Linked DNA regions of Mus musculus: region 2 is linked to region 1. A link is a contact called in public Hi-C data. All regions are on one chromosome and are shown on one strand. The core of a region is the stretch at or near the end of the contact, and the rest is flanking DNA. Distances in the headings are between cores, read along the strand shown. Region 1 overlaps Gm4718 (a long non-coding RNA gene). Region 2 has its middle 34 kb from the start of Gm30117.

What was found. A called contact is a pair of places that touch in the nucleus more often than the background predicts.
Region 2: a Hi-C map of muscle stem cells shows a contact between it and region 1, with 1.6 times the contacts expected there. The contact joins two enhancer-like sites. A contact is called at or near these places in 2 of 484 Hi-C or Micro-C datasets (muscle stem cells and nephron progenitors) and 1 of 115 datasets of contacts at active chromatin or transcription factors (craniofacial prominence).

What each region holds. Positions count from the first base shown.
Region 1 is chr17:85,800,183-85,805,833 of GRCm38.p6, reverse strand. The region is part of intron 1 of Gm4718 (a long non-coding RNA gene); the gene reads right to left. Among named protein-coding and RNA genes, the nearest start is that of Gm29418, 3.3 kb to the right of the region's middle. Within about 2 kb of position 1,948, at least 7 of the 459 cell types and tissues checked have an H3K27ac peak or open chromatin away from gene starts, as enhancers often do. A contact at or near this core is called in muscle stem cells, where this site is marked.
Region 2 is chr17:85,959,502-85,965,047 of GRCm38.p6, reverse strand. No RefSeq gene overlaps it. Among named protein-coding and RNA genes, the nearest start is that of Gm30117, 34 kb to the right of the region's middle. Within about 2 kb of position 3,202, at least 16 of the 459 cell types and tissues checked have an H3K27ac peak or open chromatin away from gene starts, as enhancers often do. A contact at or near this core is called in muscle stem cells, where this site is marked.

The DNA of each region.
Region 1 (5,651 bases), core at 699-3,198:
AATCAAAACGTGACTACTCTTTGTCTCTGCTCCAAGCACTGGGTTTTGATTTCATCCTCATCTCTTCTAATTAGTAAACTCCTTTGCACTGCTTGAGCCCAAGGCTCATGGACAACAGCTGCCATTCTCCCCTAAAGGTAATGTCCCTATGTTCTCGATGACATCGACTATGCCAAGCCTGGTGGTGTGAAGCTTTGAGCCCAGCACTCAAGGAACAGAGGCAGGTAGATCTCTGTGAGTTTGAAGACAACATGGTCTAGATAACAAGTTCTAGGTCAGCCGGGGCTACAGAGTAAAAGCCTATCTCAAACAAGCAAACACATTTTTAAAAAACTGAAAAACGTGAAATTATATGTGAAAGTATGGGGTAACAGTGAATGTGAGTCTTCTCCCTGGTCCTACCATGAAGGACTATCGAGGATATGCCTCAAACTCGGGGATATGCCATTCCTATGTCTGTATTACACTTTTGTCAACAGAATATCTCCCTGGCTTGCCCACCTCTATCCTTCATTCTCCCATTCCCCACGCATTCTGTCATTTCACAGAGGCAGCAGGAGTAGAAAGTGCAGATGCTCCGGGCTTCTGTGAAGCACCCTGACACCTATGTCTTCCTGGGTAGCTGTAGCTCTCCTTCTCCCCCTCCTGCACTAAAGCCACTTGCTTTGTTACGTTCAGAGGTAAAAAAAAAAAAAAAAATGAGTGTGACATTCTGCACATGCCACTCTTCCAAGCGCGATACGTTCTCTATAAAAAGCTACGCTGTCCTCACCACTCTCAGGACCACTGTCCAAACGGTTGAAGAAGAGGCAGTTTTATTAGCTCTGTTTTTGCAATAGTCTGTCTTACTCCAGAGGCAAAGAGGGGGTAAACATGGCTCTGGGCTGGCTTTGTTTCATCATTCTAAGTAACTAATGAGCGAATCCTTTGGAGCAGTTTCTAGCCATAGTGATGGCTGTCTGATTCTTGGATGCCACAGGAAGCCTAGTGTGGAGGGAGTCATGCTGTAATCCGGAGGCAGGCTGCCCTGCACTGAGTCACAGCTGGAACTAAATGGGTTTATTTCTGACCTTTCCCCTAAGTTATGTTAGGCCTTCGATAAGTTCATATTTTGGTTCCCTAATTTACTTATCCATAAAAGAGCAAAAAAGAAAAAAAGACCTGGATATGCTCTCGGTCTGCTCCAGTTCTGTCCTTTTATTTATTTATTTTAAATGTTTATTCCATTGTGTGGGGCAGGGGATGCTGTAGCGTCCAGAGGCCAGAGGCAAACAGAGTCAATTCCCTCCTCTCACCATGTGGACTCTGGGATCTAACTCGGAACCAGGCTTGGTACCAAGCACCACCTTGTCTCTGTGCTGGCTCATGGACTCAGTTCTGACACTTTAGCATTCAGTCTCACGAAGCACACACACACACACACACACACACACACACACACACACACACACACACACACACAGAGAGAGAGAGAGAGAGAGAGAGAGAGAGAGAGAGAGAGAGCCATTAAAATATTCAATTATAGCAATCCAGAAAAAAATAAAAGGGATACTGTTTTATATGGTGCTAAAGATTCCTATTTGACTCTCCCACCTCCTAACTATTCGAAATGTGTACCCATGAAATTCTACTAGTTCCCTGTAAACTATTTTTGAAAAATTGGTTGGGGCCAATATAAAATGTTGCCTCTTATTATCCAAGGCTCAGAACCATAGCTGTAGGACAAGGTATGCTTTTCTTTCAGCAACTGTCAAGGGCTGGGTTTTATAACTATTTAGCCTTCGTTATCTAAGCAGCGTCTCTCTACAGGGAGAGCTGAGGCTGCCAAGCAGCCTGGACTCCACTCTGCTTCGATTCATCTGCTGTTGCGTGGAAGCCTCTCCATCAGCCTGCTCTTCCATCTCTAGGACTGTGGAGAAAGGAACACAATGTTGCTGCTGCCTGTGGTCACGCTCCAGCTTAGCAACTCTGTAAGACACGCTCACCTCTATGTGAAGCCTGCTTGTCTGTGCCTTAGTCACCAAACTGCTGCCTACTTTCAGACAGAAACCCTGCTCCCACCCAGAGTTCCAGTCCTCAGAAGGCTTTGATTTTTAATAGGTTTCTCTTTTTTAGTTTAGTTTTTGAAATTAAAATATAATTACATCATTCTCCCTTCCCTTTCCTCCTGGCAATCCTCCCACATATGCCCCTTCCCTAACTCTCAAACTTATAGCCTCTTTTTCTCTGATTATTCTCTTTTTCTCTCTTTCCCTCTCCCTCCTCACCTCTCACTGTATACATGTGTGTGTGTCTATGTCTCTATCTTTCTCTCTGTCTCTCTGTCTCTCTCTCTCTCACACACACCCTTAATGCATATTTATACCTGCTCTGTCCACATAATGTCCATGTATGGTTTTAATGCTGTATCCATGGTCCACAAAGGATGAAGGAGGGAAGAGGCAGGACTGTGGCATCCCAGGGAAATGCAAACCACACAAACAGCTGCCTGATGCTGTGCTTCATCCATTTAAGATTATGAGATGCCACAGGCGGAGTTTTGGGAAACGGTGTCCTGTTAGGGACACCGTTCTCCCTCTGAACAAAGTTCTTTTCCTTTCACGATTCCATTCTAAAACCCTCAGCCTTCCTGACCACTCTGCTGCATACCAAAGGCCTGGCGTTTCGGAGCTGAAGAAGAGTAAATGATGCCCTGTGTGGGATACCCACGAGAGCATGTGGCGCTCAGAGAAAGGAAACTACTTTTCCTTATGGAACTACCAGGCATCTGGATTGGGAAGAGAGAGAAAAAAAATCCAGTCATTCTGATGGTTTGTCTACATAGTACCAAACATCTGGAAGCTGGGTGACAGACTAAATCTTTCACTTCATATTCTGATGATTTTTTTTTTTTTTTGCGTTATGCTGAAACAACTTAAAATCATCTGTACCCTAAATGATTTAAGCCCCAAGCTCATACTTGGTGATTAATTGAAGTTTTGACGTGATCGAAGAGACAGATGAAGCAGACGCTTTAGGCTGCTTCTCCATGCAGTGTGCTAGGTTTTTAAAAAGACACACCCATTGCAACTCTCCTGTAGGAACTAGAACAGTGGAGAGGATTCCCAGAAATACTAAGGCTCTGTGCCTAAAGATACTGTGTACACTTTTGTTTCACAGGGTTTTCAAACTCAGGTCAACCCTTGAAGAACTAGAAGCAACATTCCAAACAAGTCGCTTCCTCCAAGCAAGTTTAAAATACACATATTTCTCTCACGCCAATGCGGGCTGCATGCTCAGCCGCTCAGCAGAGTTCTAATGGGGTCTATCAGGAGCCTTGTAAGGAGACATTTTGGAGAAACAATTTTATTTTATTTTATTTTATTTTATTTTATTTTATTTTAAGGGAAGGGGGAAGGGAAGGGGGAAGGGAAGAGACCAAGAGGGAACAATAAGAGGGAAGCAAGAAGCAAGAGAACAAGATCGAGAAACAATTTTATTGATGCAAAAATTTAAAAAGTAAAGATTCTATCCACTAGAGCCACCTTGAACTCTTGTCACACAAACACAGCGGAGACTCTGTTTGAACAGTTTGCAGCATGACCACTTGGAAAAGACAAACTACTTTGTGTTGAGAGTTGTGTTTCTTGTTTGTTTCCACATTAAATGCAGTTGTGGGATCAAACACTTGTTGTGTGTTCAGAACACGTTTTCATGTATCAGAAGACATGACTCTCAGTCACCCTGGCTTCTCGGCTACCAAGGGGCTTCACAGGCATGGCTTATACCACGAAAATTCCAATATATATCTTTGATTATTTCCACAGAGGTACATAGCGTGTGTACATTACACATACCAGTATTATTGAGCTGAACTGGCCCAGTGCCGCATTTTTGCTGATTCAGCCCATGGTTCCTCTTTCCCTGATTACTAAAATAACTTTTCTCCATAAGCAAGGAAAATACAGAGGGCTCTTATTTTCACCCTTAATTATACCAAGTCCAAAGGCAAAAATCAGACCAAATTTTTTGAGCCTTATAAAATAAAATAAAAAATGTTCAGTCTTCCCCGCCACCCCAGGAGCGTCGAAATTTGGAAGTGAGCTTGCTTTTCGCTGATGAACTTTTAATTAGCTTTTCTGGGAGGGTCTGCTCTCCAGTGCAGGTTGCTTCTGCATTTTTATGCTGTATGTACTGTTATAGACTTGTAGCAATACATATGTCTTAGTTTCACACAGAGAAAGGTACACTACCCAGTGCTAGACTGCACGGATCACCTTCTCTGACTCAGCGAGGGGATCTCAGAGATCTGGTCTGTATTATTTATGAACACAAGGGCAATGGTCAGTGCCCATACACACAGAATGTTCTCGAAGCTAAATTCTCTGTTCTCGGACACATTCAGCAATCTGCTGCCGTGGGAATCACTGGGGGCCTAGGTTAGCAGGAAGGTTGGGGAAATTTCCACAGCACAACCTTTAGGACTAGCTCACTAATCAACACAAATCTCAAGTAGTCGTGGACTAGGCCCACAATTGGCATTCCTGAAACCAAGGACCACCAGCTGAGCTCTAAATAAATACAGATGTGACAGACAGAGGAGACCCCAAGGAGGGCGGCCTCTCCACTCACAGGTCCTTCCCTGTACAGGCGAGTGTGCCCACCGGCGGTAACATAGCAGAGGATGGGGTGGACACCGAGTTGAGAGGCCCTAGGTCTGAAAACAGTTCGGGATGATTCTGGCCGCCCACCACACTGTGGGCCTCGCTGCTTGTTCCTCAAAGAGGCTGTGGTTGACCTAGCCCAGCCGCGCCTGGGTAGACTGTCAGGCCTGGTTTGAGGAATCACAAACCTAGTCTGCTCGCACAGGGTCTGCAGGAGGCTTGGCTCGCCCAGCGCAGGGTCAGGGCGACCAGTCTCCGAGCCACTCCAACGTGGAGCCTGACAGCGAGACTGCAGAACGGATGACGGTGTCCTGAATTTTGTGAGCCCCAGGCTACCAAGAGGTGGAGCCCGGGGCAGGCGGCTGGGCGCAAAGAAACTGCCCAGCGGCCAGAAACCGTGGGAACACCACTACCTCGGGTCCTCAGCCGGAGGGCTTGCAGAAAAACTGGGAGAAGGGAACCGAGCGCGCTTCCCCTGTTAGGTCTGCCCTGAGAGCGACAACCAGTGACCTCAACCATCCGTACCTTCCACCCCAAGCCTGGACCGCACTACTCACCACCTCTTGGTCACCTACCCTTCTCTCTCTCCCTCCCTTTACCCACCCCCGCCGGTGCCACTCGGGTCACCCCGGGGGGTGGCCGAGATCCCAGCTGTACAAACACTGGGAACAGCCCTCGTCCGCCACAGAACCTTGTACCACCCCCGCCCCAGGGCCCGGGGTCCCTTCTCTGCCTCTGGGAAAGCGCTGAGCAGCGGGGCCCGACCCTAGAGTCGGTGACTGCCTCCAGCACGAGTTTCACCGCCTTCGTCCGCCGGCGCCCGGTGCATCTCTGTCGCCCTCAGCCTCCAGGCCAGAGTTCCCCCAACCCCCGCCGAGCCCGAGCGTCCCCTCACCCCCTTCCCTCCCAGCCCGCGAGGTGCTGGGAGCGGGGATCGGACCGGAGGCACCCACTGCGGCAGATCCCCGGCCTCCGATCTCTCCTGCAGCCGACCCAGAGCCACGTGCG
Region 2 (5,546 bases), core at 1,953-4,452, 160 kb before region 1:
TTCTCTTCACTAGTTCTCATGTCTTATTCAGTTAAGCCTCTGGTTCTTGCCTGTCAAGTTCAAATTACTCGCTCCTACATTTAAATGCACACAGAAGTATCATTTTGCATAGTAAGCAAATGAATTTATCTACAGTTCTTTTGCCTGTCTGCTCCAGAGTTACCTCACACCATCTGGTACTGTTTTGTCATTTCTACAACAGTGACATTTGTGGCAACTATGTCCTCTGTGATTTTTTTTTTCCCCTTCAGTTTTAAAAACTGGAAAACTAGCATTTGGTTAAATTATTGTAGACTGTGAAAATATTATGAACTGTGACTTCAAATACCGTTACTGGGAACTTAATGAAAATGGATGAAAGAAACAAAGTCCTATGTCACTTACTGTTGACGTAGAACTTTCCAGACACCCCTGTATCTTTTCTATACCCTGAGAAAACTAATAGATCTGAGTTGGCCATCTTTCTTATATGTTGTCCTCTGCTTCAGGCTTGTAATCACCTTTTTCTCTTGGTGCTTACATTTTATACATTCTTTCTAGCACATAACACACACACTTACCACACTATCAAAGCATTCATTCCTCTATCGCAGTAACTCTTGACAAACTCTACTCTTTCCTTTGGAAGACAGACTCTTTGTGGGCCAGGTGAGGTGAGTTATCCTCAAAGCCTACTGCAGATCTACTATCCTGTGTGTGCATACCTTTTCAAGTCACACTCACAGGAAAGGACGGCTGTTCCTTGAAACTGGAGGGTTTATTCTTACATTTTGTTGTTGTTGTCGTTGATTAACCAGAACACATCCCTAAAGACTTCTTGAAAGAAATACATTGGCTATGGATACTTTGAGATGTAAACGTCTGAAACTCTCATTACACTACCTTCTCTCTTGACTGCTTAGCTGAACATAGACTTTTGGAATGGAAGCAAATGTTCCTGAAAACTTTGAAAGCTTTGCTCTTCTTACTATATGTAGGGCACAGTTCACCACTGACATAACACAGTGCTACTGTTGGTGTGTTCCACTGGCTTTGATGTGCCCTGATTGTAGAATAATCAACTCTTGAGAAGTCACACCTTCAGAAAGAGCAATTTGGTAAACTTAATGGTGTATCCACACATAAATGCATCTTTTCCCCAATTTGCTTCACTTTGGATACCAATGACCGGTTAGTGAACCTCTTTTTCCTCGTATGCTTTGTCAGTTTTTAATTCTAATGACTTTTTAATGTCACCTTTGATTTTCAGCCTTAGATTCTTTTTGTCATTGTTGATTCTAGTGCTTTGTTACTTGCTTATTTTCCTGATAATTCTAAGATCTGTGTTATCCATAAGTCTGTCCTGCAGTTTGCTGTATTCTTCGGGTTGTGTCATTTGGTCCTATCTCTTTGCATGTCTAGTAATTTCTTGATTTTTAAAGACACATAACAGAAGGATGGGAAGTCGCTGGGAAGAAGTCCAGAGAAAATGGGAGGAGGTCCTAGGGAGTAATGAGGACTGACTATGGTCAAGGTGCATGCATGAAATTATCAAGGAATACATCTTCAAATGTAGGTTGGAACCATGGCCAGCTGTCCACTGGCCATTCTCACCCTGTTACAGTGTTTCACTTCAGGTGGTAATTGTAGCCTCCCCTCCCCCAGCCTTAATGGTTCCACTGTTTACACCTGGATGGAGCTTGCTGGCTCAATCGTTCTGCCCCGCCCACTGCTGAAACCTGCCGCTTTGCTATTCGGAGCCATACACGTGGTCACCCTACTATTGGACTCCAAGATTAATTGGCGGGAATCGGGCCCCTCCCCCTTCCTTTATAACGGAGTGCTGGAATAGTAAAAATTGAACCTTGAGCAGAGACCTTTGTCTTGGTTCCTTCCTTCTCTCGCGCAGCCCAGCCCCTCTTCTCGTCCAGGTTTCCAAAATGCCTTTCCAGGCTAGAACCCAGGCTGTGATCTGCTGGCCGGACACAACAGTAATAAACTCTATCTACACTGTAATCAACTCTACTTTCTACACTAGGTGGGGACAAACCGAAAGACTGCATTGTGACCATTAGCTGAACACTTAGATACTGATTCCTTACAAGTATAAGCTTAGTCCTGTAGCTCATTCCAGAAGAAATGGGTGGCATGAACTGTGCTGTGTCTGCTAAAGAGATTGGACTTACACCTTACAAGGTCTCATGCAAAGAAAGTTTAGGTCCCACTGGTGAAGTCCAGCAGGCATGGAAGAAAAACTGCTAATTCCTCAGAATTACTTCTATCACAGCAGCGAGGGAAATATTTCCCAGGTCACTCCCCAGAGCCAGCATGACCTTGAAAAAAAGGCCAGAAAAACATTTGAATCAATACATGAGCACTGAACATTGTAGGCTCTTGTTATATTTGTTGGGAATGGTGGCTCACTCCTGCAATGTAAGTACTTGGGAGGCTGCAGCAGAGTTGTGAGTTCTAGGCCAGCCTGCTTTACATAGAGAACCCATACAACCCTCAAAACCTTAAAATAATAAATAAGTTAAAACTCTTAAAATGCTATCTCAGAGGTATTTAAGATATGTAGAAATAAAATTGATGATAGCAGCAAAAAAAGAAAGAAAAATATAAAGAGTACTGAAAATTCTCTATAATCTGTACATTAATAAAAAAAAGGAATTTCTGTCAGGTTGTAGCAAATCAAGATGCTGAAATCTCAGAGTAACCATGAAAAGACTAGTAAATGAAGTAGAGTTAAACTAACCAAAAAGAAAATGCAAGGTAAATGTATTCAATTAATTTTCTTATAAAATGAAAGGAGAGAGAGAGTCCGAAAGTACACTTTGGATGGGGCAAACAGAAAGTAATAGTGGCTGACTTTTAAGCCCTAAAACGTCAACAATTACTTTAAATAGTCTTTGATTAGAAGGCAGAGATTATTCAAATTGAATTAAACAAACAAAGCAGAAGCTGTGGACGCCCCAGGAGACAGGAATCACAGAGAACCCATCACCCCAGGCTAAGAGCTGTGGGTGACGTTCAAGGTCTCCACGTACAAGCAAGAGAAAGGCATAGGTTGAGGGCAGAGCTCCTAAGCCTGAACTTCGTTGGGAGCTGAAAGTAAATGGGCTAAAGAAGGAGGCACACCCCTGAGTCTACTCCCATGTGTGGCTAAGAATGAGTAAGAACTGGCTAACCAAATGTTCCTCCCACGTGACTGTCAGCTGTGTCCATCAGTGAGTAAGAAGTGAGAGAGTGGACAGAGGACACGGCTTCACTGCCCACCAGCTGCCAGTAGTATGGGTGACTCCTTTGCTGGGTATGTTTTGGGTTACAGGGAGAATACTAATCTATATTTCCTTCGTTTTTTTTTTAAATGTGTCCTTTTTTTCTCTTTACAAACCAGTAGCTAAAGACACAATACAATTTAACTCTCAACTGTACTATTAACATTTTTCTACCATTTTCTTAGATCTAGATGACAGATCAGCCGACTACAATCCAAGAGCCACCTTAACTGCAGACGTTTTAACTCTGTTCAAGTCTAAATATTACCATGCACCAAACATGGTGTACACACCTTTAATCCCAGCATGCTGGAGGCAGAGGCAGGTGGATCTTTGTGAGTTTTGGGTCAGTGTATAGTGAGTTCCAGGTTATCCGGGGCAATATAGGGACAGCCTCTCTCAAAAAAATTTAAATTAAATACCATAATGCTTTGATATATGAAAATATGCACACGAGCTCTTTATTTTAGGAGGTGCCTGGGTCACCCCAGTTCTGTGTCACTTGAGCTGTTTCCTTTCTTCTTCTGTGACATCTTATCCCAGCGTAGCATCTCTGCATTTAAAGAAGCTATAGTTCTCCCGATGGTATTTCTCTCCAACAAAATCCCCATGTAAATTAAAATACAATTGTTTATCATTCCCAATATCTATAAGCCTCCTATGTATTTTTCTTTTGAATCAGTTACTGCAATTATTAGCAATGTACAATTATGCTAAGTAAATGTTATAAATTTTGATAATGATTATATATAAAAAAGAAAAGTTGGCTAGAAGACTATCACTGGGGCTGGAGAGATGGCTCAGCAGTTAAAAGCACCGACTGCTCTTCCAGAGGTTCTGAGTTCAATTCCCAGCAAACACATGATGGCTCACAACCATCTGTAATGGGATCTGATGCCCTCTTCTGCTGTGTCTGTAGACAGCTACAGTGTACTCACATAAATAAAGTAAAATAAATAAATCTTTTAAAAAATTATCAGTGGTATTGGGTGAAGCTCTTTCCAATCACATCTCATAGCCACAGCTGAATATGATTTTTCACACTGATGCAGACTTAGAACAATTCTATTCCTCTTTTATTGATGTAAGAGCTGGGGGCCGTTTTAATGCCATAGGCATCCCTTTGCCCAAATCAAACAGCGGATTCTATCTATGACTGGTGACTAGATCAGGTTCTCCCTCCACTTTGTCAAAAATCCTGAAGTAGAATCCACCCAACTGGCAGAAAAGGATTGCTTCCCGAGCCTTAGCACCAGCCAGTCATTCCAGTTTCTGGTGGCTCTGCTCTTCTTCGAAACCTTTTCAAGACTTATCAAATTTCTATGAGTTGTTCTTGTTCTTGTCAGGAGGACCTCATTCTTACTATTCCTCAGAGTTCAAGAAAGAATGACCTACTGTTATGAATGACGTAGAATCAGGCTGGATTTGCTAGAATAGCCTGCAATGTCTCACGAAGATGCAAAGACAGGCGGGGGTGGGGGAGGGGGGGCGGTCCTGAACCTTAACAAGATCAGTTGGTAATTCACTTAATGGTTTGAAAGGAGAGTGTTTACAATTATGCCTCTGGCGTTATTAGAAAAGCATGCCTACGTGGAGATGGAGGAGTTGCCCTGGTTAAGTAGAACTGGCTGGCTATGGCACGCCTGGGGTGTCGTGTTGTGGTATGCTTAGGAGACGTTTTATTCTGGGGCTACACGAGGAAGCTGTTCTGTCTTTCAGAATGCATTTGAAACTCCTCTGTGGAAAGCCTGGGGCCATCATGAAGCAGACGACTCACAAACTATTATTAATCATTTCTGTGTGCATTATCTGCAGTGGAATCAGGAGCATATTCCTACTATTAACATCCACATCTATTAAATGCACAGAGAAAAAGAATAATTTTGTGGTGTGGAATTCATATATTTGTATATATACCCAAATAAAAATGAGCTTATGGTGTCCCATAACCTACTGGCAAAAGATGATGAAAATATTCTATTAGTTTGAATAAATGTTTAAGAAAAATTAACTGCTCACACACACACACAGACACACACACACGTGTGTGTGTTATTTCCTATCTATCTATCTATCTATCTATCTATCTATCTATCTATCTATCTATCTGTGTATGTATGTATATGTGTATATATTTCCTATCTCCAGAGACAACATTAACAGGCTACAAGCACTGGGAAATTAGCAAGATTTTTTTTTTCATTTCCTCCCCAAGACCATATGATATACACCTGTAAGGATGAAGGAATGGACGGATGGAAGGGTCTCCAAGTACCATCATGAAGATTT